2 separate regions of the Anas platyrhynchos genome follow, and region 2 is linked to region 1. A link is a contact called in public Hi-C data. All regions are on one chromosome and are shown on one strand. Each heading gives the region's core, a stretch centred on a gene start, on an enhancer-like site or on the middle of the called end of the contact. The rest is flanking DNA. Distances are from core to core; before and after follow the strand shown. Region 1 has its middle 26 kb from the start of IFNGR1. Region 2 has its middle 14 kb from the start of IL22RA2.

Evidence for each region. A called contact is a pair of places that touch in the nucleus more often than the background predicts.
Region 2: a contact with region 1 is called in a Hi-C map of liver, with 2.3 times the contacts expected there. The contact joins two enhancer-like sites. A contact is called at or near these places in 2 of 8 Hi-C or Micro-C datasets (liver and subcutaneous adipose tissue).

What each region holds. Positions count from the first base shown.
Region 1 is chr3:60,354,312-60,357,698 of IASCAAS_PekinDuck_T2T, forward strand. No RefSeq gene overlaps it. Among named protein-coding and RNA genes, the nearest start is that of IFNGR1, 26 kb to the right of the region's middle. Within about 2 kb of position 1,815, at least 3 of the 8 cell types and tissues checked have an H3K27ac peak or open chromatin away from gene starts, as enhancers often do. A contact at or near this core is called in subcutaneous adipose tissue, where this site is marked.
Region 2 is chr3:60,424,130-60,427,563 of IASCAAS_PekinDuck_T2T, forward strand. No RefSeq gene overlaps it. Among named protein-coding and RNA genes, the nearest start is that of IL22RA2, 14 kb to the left of the region's middle. Within about 2 kb of position 1,837, at least 1 of the 8 cell types and tissues checked has an H3K27ac peak or open chromatin away from gene starts, as enhancers often do. A contact at or near this core is called in subcutaneous adipose tissue, where this site is marked.

The DNA.
Region 1 (3,387 bases), core at 565-3,064:
GAGTAGACGTGGAGGACCCTGGCACAGCAAGGACTGACCTCCAGAAATGATCACAGGTCTGTGTGAAACACAGGCACCCAGGTCTGACTGGCTTTTACTCCTTTGCCTTTCACCCCCATAAAGAGCTCACACCCAAAGACCAGTGCACAGACCTTTCCTTTTCTTATGGAAAATCTCTGCATTAGCCACAGGACTCCAGCAAGCCGTACACCTCCTTGAAGTTGCTGGCAGAGCTGCTCTCCTCACGTGGGTCCAATGGTGTGGACACTGTGTTTCCATCAGACAATGCCAGAACCTCCTTCAGGAGCACACCAAGGTCTGCCCCAGGCCTGCACCCCCCTATTTGTCACGGGGACATGGTGGTGCATGCTTCACCACCTGAGATGACTGGGTAAATGAATTTGCTGCTCTTCTCCAGTAATGGCCAGCAGAGCTGAAGCGAAACAGAGAAGAAATCCTCCACAAACCACAGCTTTCACATGGAAATTCCCAGTATCTGAGTCCATGCTTCTATCATGCTGCCATCCCAAACCACCCCAAATCCAAACAGACCAGATCTCTACCCCTCACTAAATCCTCTTAGTGATACTCCCAAAATCCAACAGGATTGTGAGTGGTCTCAGTCCACACTTCCAAAGGTAACCTCGTGCCAGTGCTCACAGCAGGGCAAAAAAACACAGGATGATACCTGAGACAGTGAGCCTGGAGCACACTGCACTTTGGGGATCCCCACTAGCCAGTGTGAGCACGCCGCACCATTTTTTGCCAGTGAAATTAGCCCTGAAACTGCCTTGAGCTGATGCAAGCTGGATTTCAGCTCATGATGAGGTGAATTACCTCAGCACAGCCTGTGTGGGAGAGACAGTCCTGCTGTTCCTGGAGAGGTGTCCCATGGGGCAGATACCTGCTCCTTTGGAGAAAAGCTGACGAGTCTCCAGCACACGGCAGCAGCCCCACAAAGTACAGCCACAACCTCACTGCACCTCCTGCTCTAGGTTTAGCTGCACACTGCAAGCATGGAAAGTGACCTGGCAAATGTGGCTGCTGAGCCAGGTAAGAGCAAGATCCAGGGACAAGGACCTCCTTCAAATGCCCTGTGAGATGATGCATGCAAATCCTGCCAGTGCTCTCCTCAGAGAGGGACAGGGCACAGGGGAAGGCAATGCCTGTTGTTTAGAGAGTGACCAGGGAACAGGAAACTCTTTGATCTGGCACCTTGCCACTCTGCTCCTTTCCTTCTCAATCCAGCACCCCAGGTACCCCCCAGGAGGCTTTTCACTAGCAATCTGCTGGTCAGCTGGGATGACAGTGCTAAGGCCTGCCATGTGTGCTCAGCCTTCCCATGCAGAGCTGCCACTGGAGCAGAGAAGCTGTGACACTGCACCTGGCATTGGCTGGAGACAGGAAAGGTCTTCTTATTTGAGGCTGAAAATACTAACCCTGCTCGGAGGTTTCATTACTCAGAGCAGGGTTTCCCTCCTGACCTGGTGACCTTGGCCTGACAGGTCCGATGCATGATTTTTGTACAGATAATTGTAACCATACATATCTGAAAATGTGGGGAAAAACAAACAAACAAACAAACAAACAAACAAACAAAAAAAAGACAAAACAAAACAAACAACAACAACAACAAAAAAAAACAAACAAACAAAAAAACAAAACAAAACAAAACAAAAAAAAAAAAAAAAAAAAACCATCCCAGGTTGCAGCTATCCATGAGCCAAGAACTCTTCCAGACTGTGGTTCCTGCCATAAACACCTCCAGAGCACTCACAGTTCCCTTGTGTTTCTGTATCTGGTTACGAAATGGAGGTCTGCAGTGCTGCTCTTTGTCCGGTCAGCAGTTGGGCAATCCCCAACACAGGCAGCCCAGTCTCAGCACTCACAAATAATGCTGTCTGGCACAGATACAGGGGATTTCTCTTTTTTTGCTAAGAGGTAGAGTCTGTGGCCAAAGCCTTCAAACCTCACAAACACAAGGTTTGAGGACTCTGCCAGCCTTGTGACATTACATGTATTTACAAGAGGAAGAAGTCATCAGGAATTAAATCTCATGAGGGAAAAACCTGCCAGTTCATGAAGGCAGGGTTACCTAAGAGAATAATACATATCAAACAGACTGATTTTTTTTTTCCAACAGAATTACATTTTTTCATGATTCATCAGTCAGAAGACTTCAGCAAGCTTTGGAAAGCACACTGGATCCCAGGAACCCACTGGGCTGAAGATCACTGCATTTCTGTGCCCCCTCACATGTACCACCACCCTGAAAGACTGCACAGATGCAGACCATCATCACCACACTCTGTTTACTCTCACAGTCTTTAGGAATCACGTCTTTAGAGTACTGTTAGAAATAGAGCAGTTTTCCCTTCACTTGCAGGCCCCACTCCCAGCTCTGTGTACTCAGCTTACCTGCAGACACACAGCAAACATTACATCTTTGAGTCTCCTCCTCCTTGTTTTTCCCTCTGCATAACCTTTTTGCCTCTTCAGCAGTAGCACAGTGTTTCTGGCTACAGTAAATATCACTGTTTCTAAAGCATTTTTACTATTTGTCTGGCTTTTGGCCAAGGAGACCACAATCCTTTCTCCCAGTCTAACACCAAAACTTAACTCAAAGCAGTGGCAATGATTTTACTTTTGAGTTGGACCTACAACAACCAGAAAAACAGCAAAAATATGTGTTGCATCAGGCATTGCATTCAGAGCCCAGAAGAATTAATATAGTTGTCATAACTGGGAGAAAAAAATCCCACAAGGCTGAATGTGGACACACACAGCTGAACGCAGCACACACACAAACACAGATTTTTATGAGCAGTGCCGTCAGCAAGGAGATTGTTTATAGTAGCCGGTAATTTATAGCTTTTAAATGTAATGTTGGAATGCAAATAACTTTCCCCGTTCCCTTCCCTCAGTGATCTGCTCATGAATAAGGCTGAAAGGAGCCCGAGCAGGAGACACAACCAGGGAGGAAGAGGAGACAGAGAATGAATCAGCCTGCCCCCGCTTTCTCCCAGCCCCTGGAAATGTCACCGGCTGCCCATGGGATCAGTTCCCAGCCCAGCATGAGGACGCGGTGCACAGCTATGTGTGACATGACACTTAACATCTCCCATCCCAGGCAACCAAGCAGGAATACTGCTCAGCCTACCGTGAGCAAAAATGTATGAAATGGCATTAGGCAAAAACAAGATTTCTGGGGATTACAACAGGAATACAAGGTTTTTCCTTTCCCTGTAGGGTAAATGACCATCCCAATGCTCCCCTCTTTTTTTCTCCTACCTTTTCACATCAGTAGAGAAGGACAAGATATTTTCAATTGTCTTTCTGTGCCTTCAGTGCCATTCAACATCAGAGCTGCTGAAGTCACTTTTGTCA
Region 2 (3,434 bases), core at 587-3,086, 70 kb after region 1:
AGTAGGATGAAAGCAGGTACTGGAAATGCCTCAATCCCCAGGGCATCCTTCAGGCAGGCACAAAAAAAAATCACAGAAATTAGCTGTATTAATGAATATAACGTATTAATAGTAACAATTTTTATGTAGAAACTTTTTCTGAGGTACTTATCAAGGCCTGTGGGTCGTGTCCCTTCAGTTCATTGGAGAACAACATGGACTCGCTTGCTGAGGGAAGGACAGTTGTTCCTGTGAGTTCAAGTCCTAGGATATACTTGTGATATGCAAAAAACAGAATTTCCCAGAGATATTTACACTTTCTTAGGGACCAAGGATGACAAAAGAGTAAGACATTCACTCTTCCCTTTTCACTGTCTTGCATTGGTCACCGTTTGTAAGGGGGTTGCATACTTAACCTCCAGGCAGAATTTACTCATGTGGCAAAAATAACTTCCAGGTAAGGACTGAGCAGGCAACAGTCAGTGTTATGATATATAATGAGTGTGTAAGACCATAAATCTTGGGTGTTATCACAGCTACTGCAGAGAGACTGTGTAGCACAAGAAGGAACAGACTCTTCCCTTGCTCTAGGCTGTACCAAAATCTAAAGCAGCTTTCACAATCTGATGGCTAACTTCATTACATGAAGCAGACCATCTGCATTCACTTGCTTAGAGGCAGTATCTTAGCCATGGTCTGCATAAAATTACCAGATGTGAATGTTTCACTGCCATAGAACAATCCTAACTGCTTGGAAAAGACCATTTCAGTTTCTAAAATACAAGAGAAAAATAAATCAAACCACAGACATAAGTATAGTTTCTTTGTATTTTATTAGTTTTTATGGTTTGATGTGAACTGTGCAAGGAAAAGTTTTTAGAACATTTTAACTCAGACTTTAATGAACGTTTGCAATCCTTTATTTGTTTAAAGAAAAGCATTAAGAAAGCTGAGAATGAACCAAATTCAAGTAGAATTTTTTGTTCCTGAAACAAGTCTGGTATTTATTTTCTGAAGAGAGGGGTACATTTCCACTTAGTGCACACGACTATTTCTCCACAGATGACAAAAGCAAAGCTGACAAGAACAACAGCAAAATCTCAAATTCCAAGGGGACACTTTTAAACCAGGGGGCTGTAAAGAGAAGTCTGGCTGAACCATATACGGGACTATACTGACATGTTGTGGCAAGGCAGTAGTAATGCAATGCTTTAACCATGTCTATCACCACAAGCTATGCTGCTACTTTTGTTATGGCTGTTGTTCATGTTTCCAACCAAAATGAAAACAAAGGTGAGATAGATTTGGAAACTACATTGACTAAGCGAATACTATACCTTGTTCTTGTACAATTTGTTTTCGTTCATGATCGTCACTATAGAGTTTTGCTTTTGCTTTAGCCTCCTGATTGAGGGGCAAAGAAATCAGGGGTCAGGAACAAAACAAGGAACCTAAGAAAATATATAAGCAAGAACTCATGACTGTATCCATCCAATGCTTCCAATGATGGTATCTGAAGCAACTGAGGTATTTCCACATCTTAGCATAGTGGAAAGTCTCATCTAGTTACAGACAGGCAGACTAGATTGTCTTTGAACCCAGAACTGAAAATCCTACATCCCACACAGCTGCAGCTGTGTGTTTGGAGGCCTCCAAATTCTCAACTTTCAGCCGGCAAGAAGCCTCTTTGTTTAAAAAAAAATAAAAATAAAGAATTATCCCTGAATGACTCAGTTGAATAATCCTTCCCATACCTCTGATGATTAGGGGAAAAGGTCCAGGCACAAACTGTGCCGTGAGATGAAGCATTTTCAGAGGAAAAAGAGCATGCTGGTGGATTTCCCAGAACTGGGTAATGACTAAGCTGTCTGAACTTTATGTCCCTCAATCATCGTGACAGACAGTCAGCCAGCACCTCCACAGACAGCAGGACTCGGAATCCCTCTTTTAATAGTTTCAGCCTTTGCAAGCAAGATAGCTAGAAAACATATCATAAATGTGAGTGCTTTATGCCTGTCTTTCCCAGCGTAATCTGGTCATGAGGTGGACGCCCACACACACTTTGTCTTCCCAGAGTATTCCCCAGGCCATTCAGAACAACCTATCATCACCTCCCTCTAATGAGTTCTGGTACTAATTTTTCCTATAACGGGGACTTAGAAAACCTTCCAGTCCATGGAATCCCAAGAATCAGACAGTGCCAGAGAGCTTCATCAGTTGTCCTAACTAGAGAACACTTGTGGTAGGGGGGACAAAGGATGAACCTTATGTCTGTAACATAGACAGCCCTACCACACTGTCAGCCATACAAACTGGAAAACTTTTGCAGAGTTACTTGCTGCACAGCAAAAGCTGTAAATTTCTTCCTGGGCTGTGGGAAGAGTATCAACTATGGAGCCTCTTTGTGTGACCACAAAGACCACAGTCATTAGAACAGCAAGTTAGATAATAGACTCCGTATTTCTTAGGAAGGAGGAGAAGTGTTCACTGAGGAACAGAGTGTTCAGAGACCATTGACTTCAATGGGAATTAGGCACATGAAAACCCCTAAGCTCTGGAGTGCCTTAACAATGTATTTATCTTTGTATTATCCCCCTGTGAAATAGGAAAGGGCTCTAATCTGGTCTATAAAGACATTCAGAGTTATCTGGAAAGATATACGGACACTCCAAACACCTTTGAATGAAGTGATTTGCAATGGTTACATGGCAGTATTTTGGCAGCATTGGGCAATGAACAATGTTTCTCTGGTCTGAGGACCTCAGATATGAGATTGCTGTGGAAGTGCCTGTTGTTCTATCACCTGAGGCCACTCAGTCTCCCTTTAAATGACAACCTCCCCAAGTAATACTTGAATGCTAAATTTGAAATTATCTTCCTTTGCAATAAAGATAATGATGGTGTTTGTATCACCGCCAACAGGCTCAGCAGGTTAAAGTTCAGCCCAAGTCAGAAGTTTCAAGCCATTTTAAAGAAAAATATCCATTCTGACATGTTGGATTACAAAAGACACAGAAAGTTACAGAAGGCCTAGCTCCAGAGCAGAAATGACAGTCTGTTCTCCAAGACCACCCTGAATGATTAAACACATGTCCTTTTTTGTTGATTGGAAGAAAATACTAAACAAGCAGCAAAATATTTTCACGGAACAAAAAAATGTGCTCTCTGCTGCAGCAGAAAATACCCTCTCATTTACTCCTCAGGACAGCAAAAATGTGGATCCTCAGTCTACACCCCAGGACATTTTAGCCATTTACATGCTGACATTTTAGCCTCTGTTGTAATTAAAACCAGATTCCTATCAATGGCACTGTTGTATAGGAAGTGGGTAGCACGTAGCGGCAGCAGCTCTGACTCTGTTGAACTTTATCTTGAAGTGAATTCTGTTTCGCTATTCACTGTTATCTTGGACAGTACCTGGCTCCTCAGGCACAGAGGAGCTGTGACAAATTCTT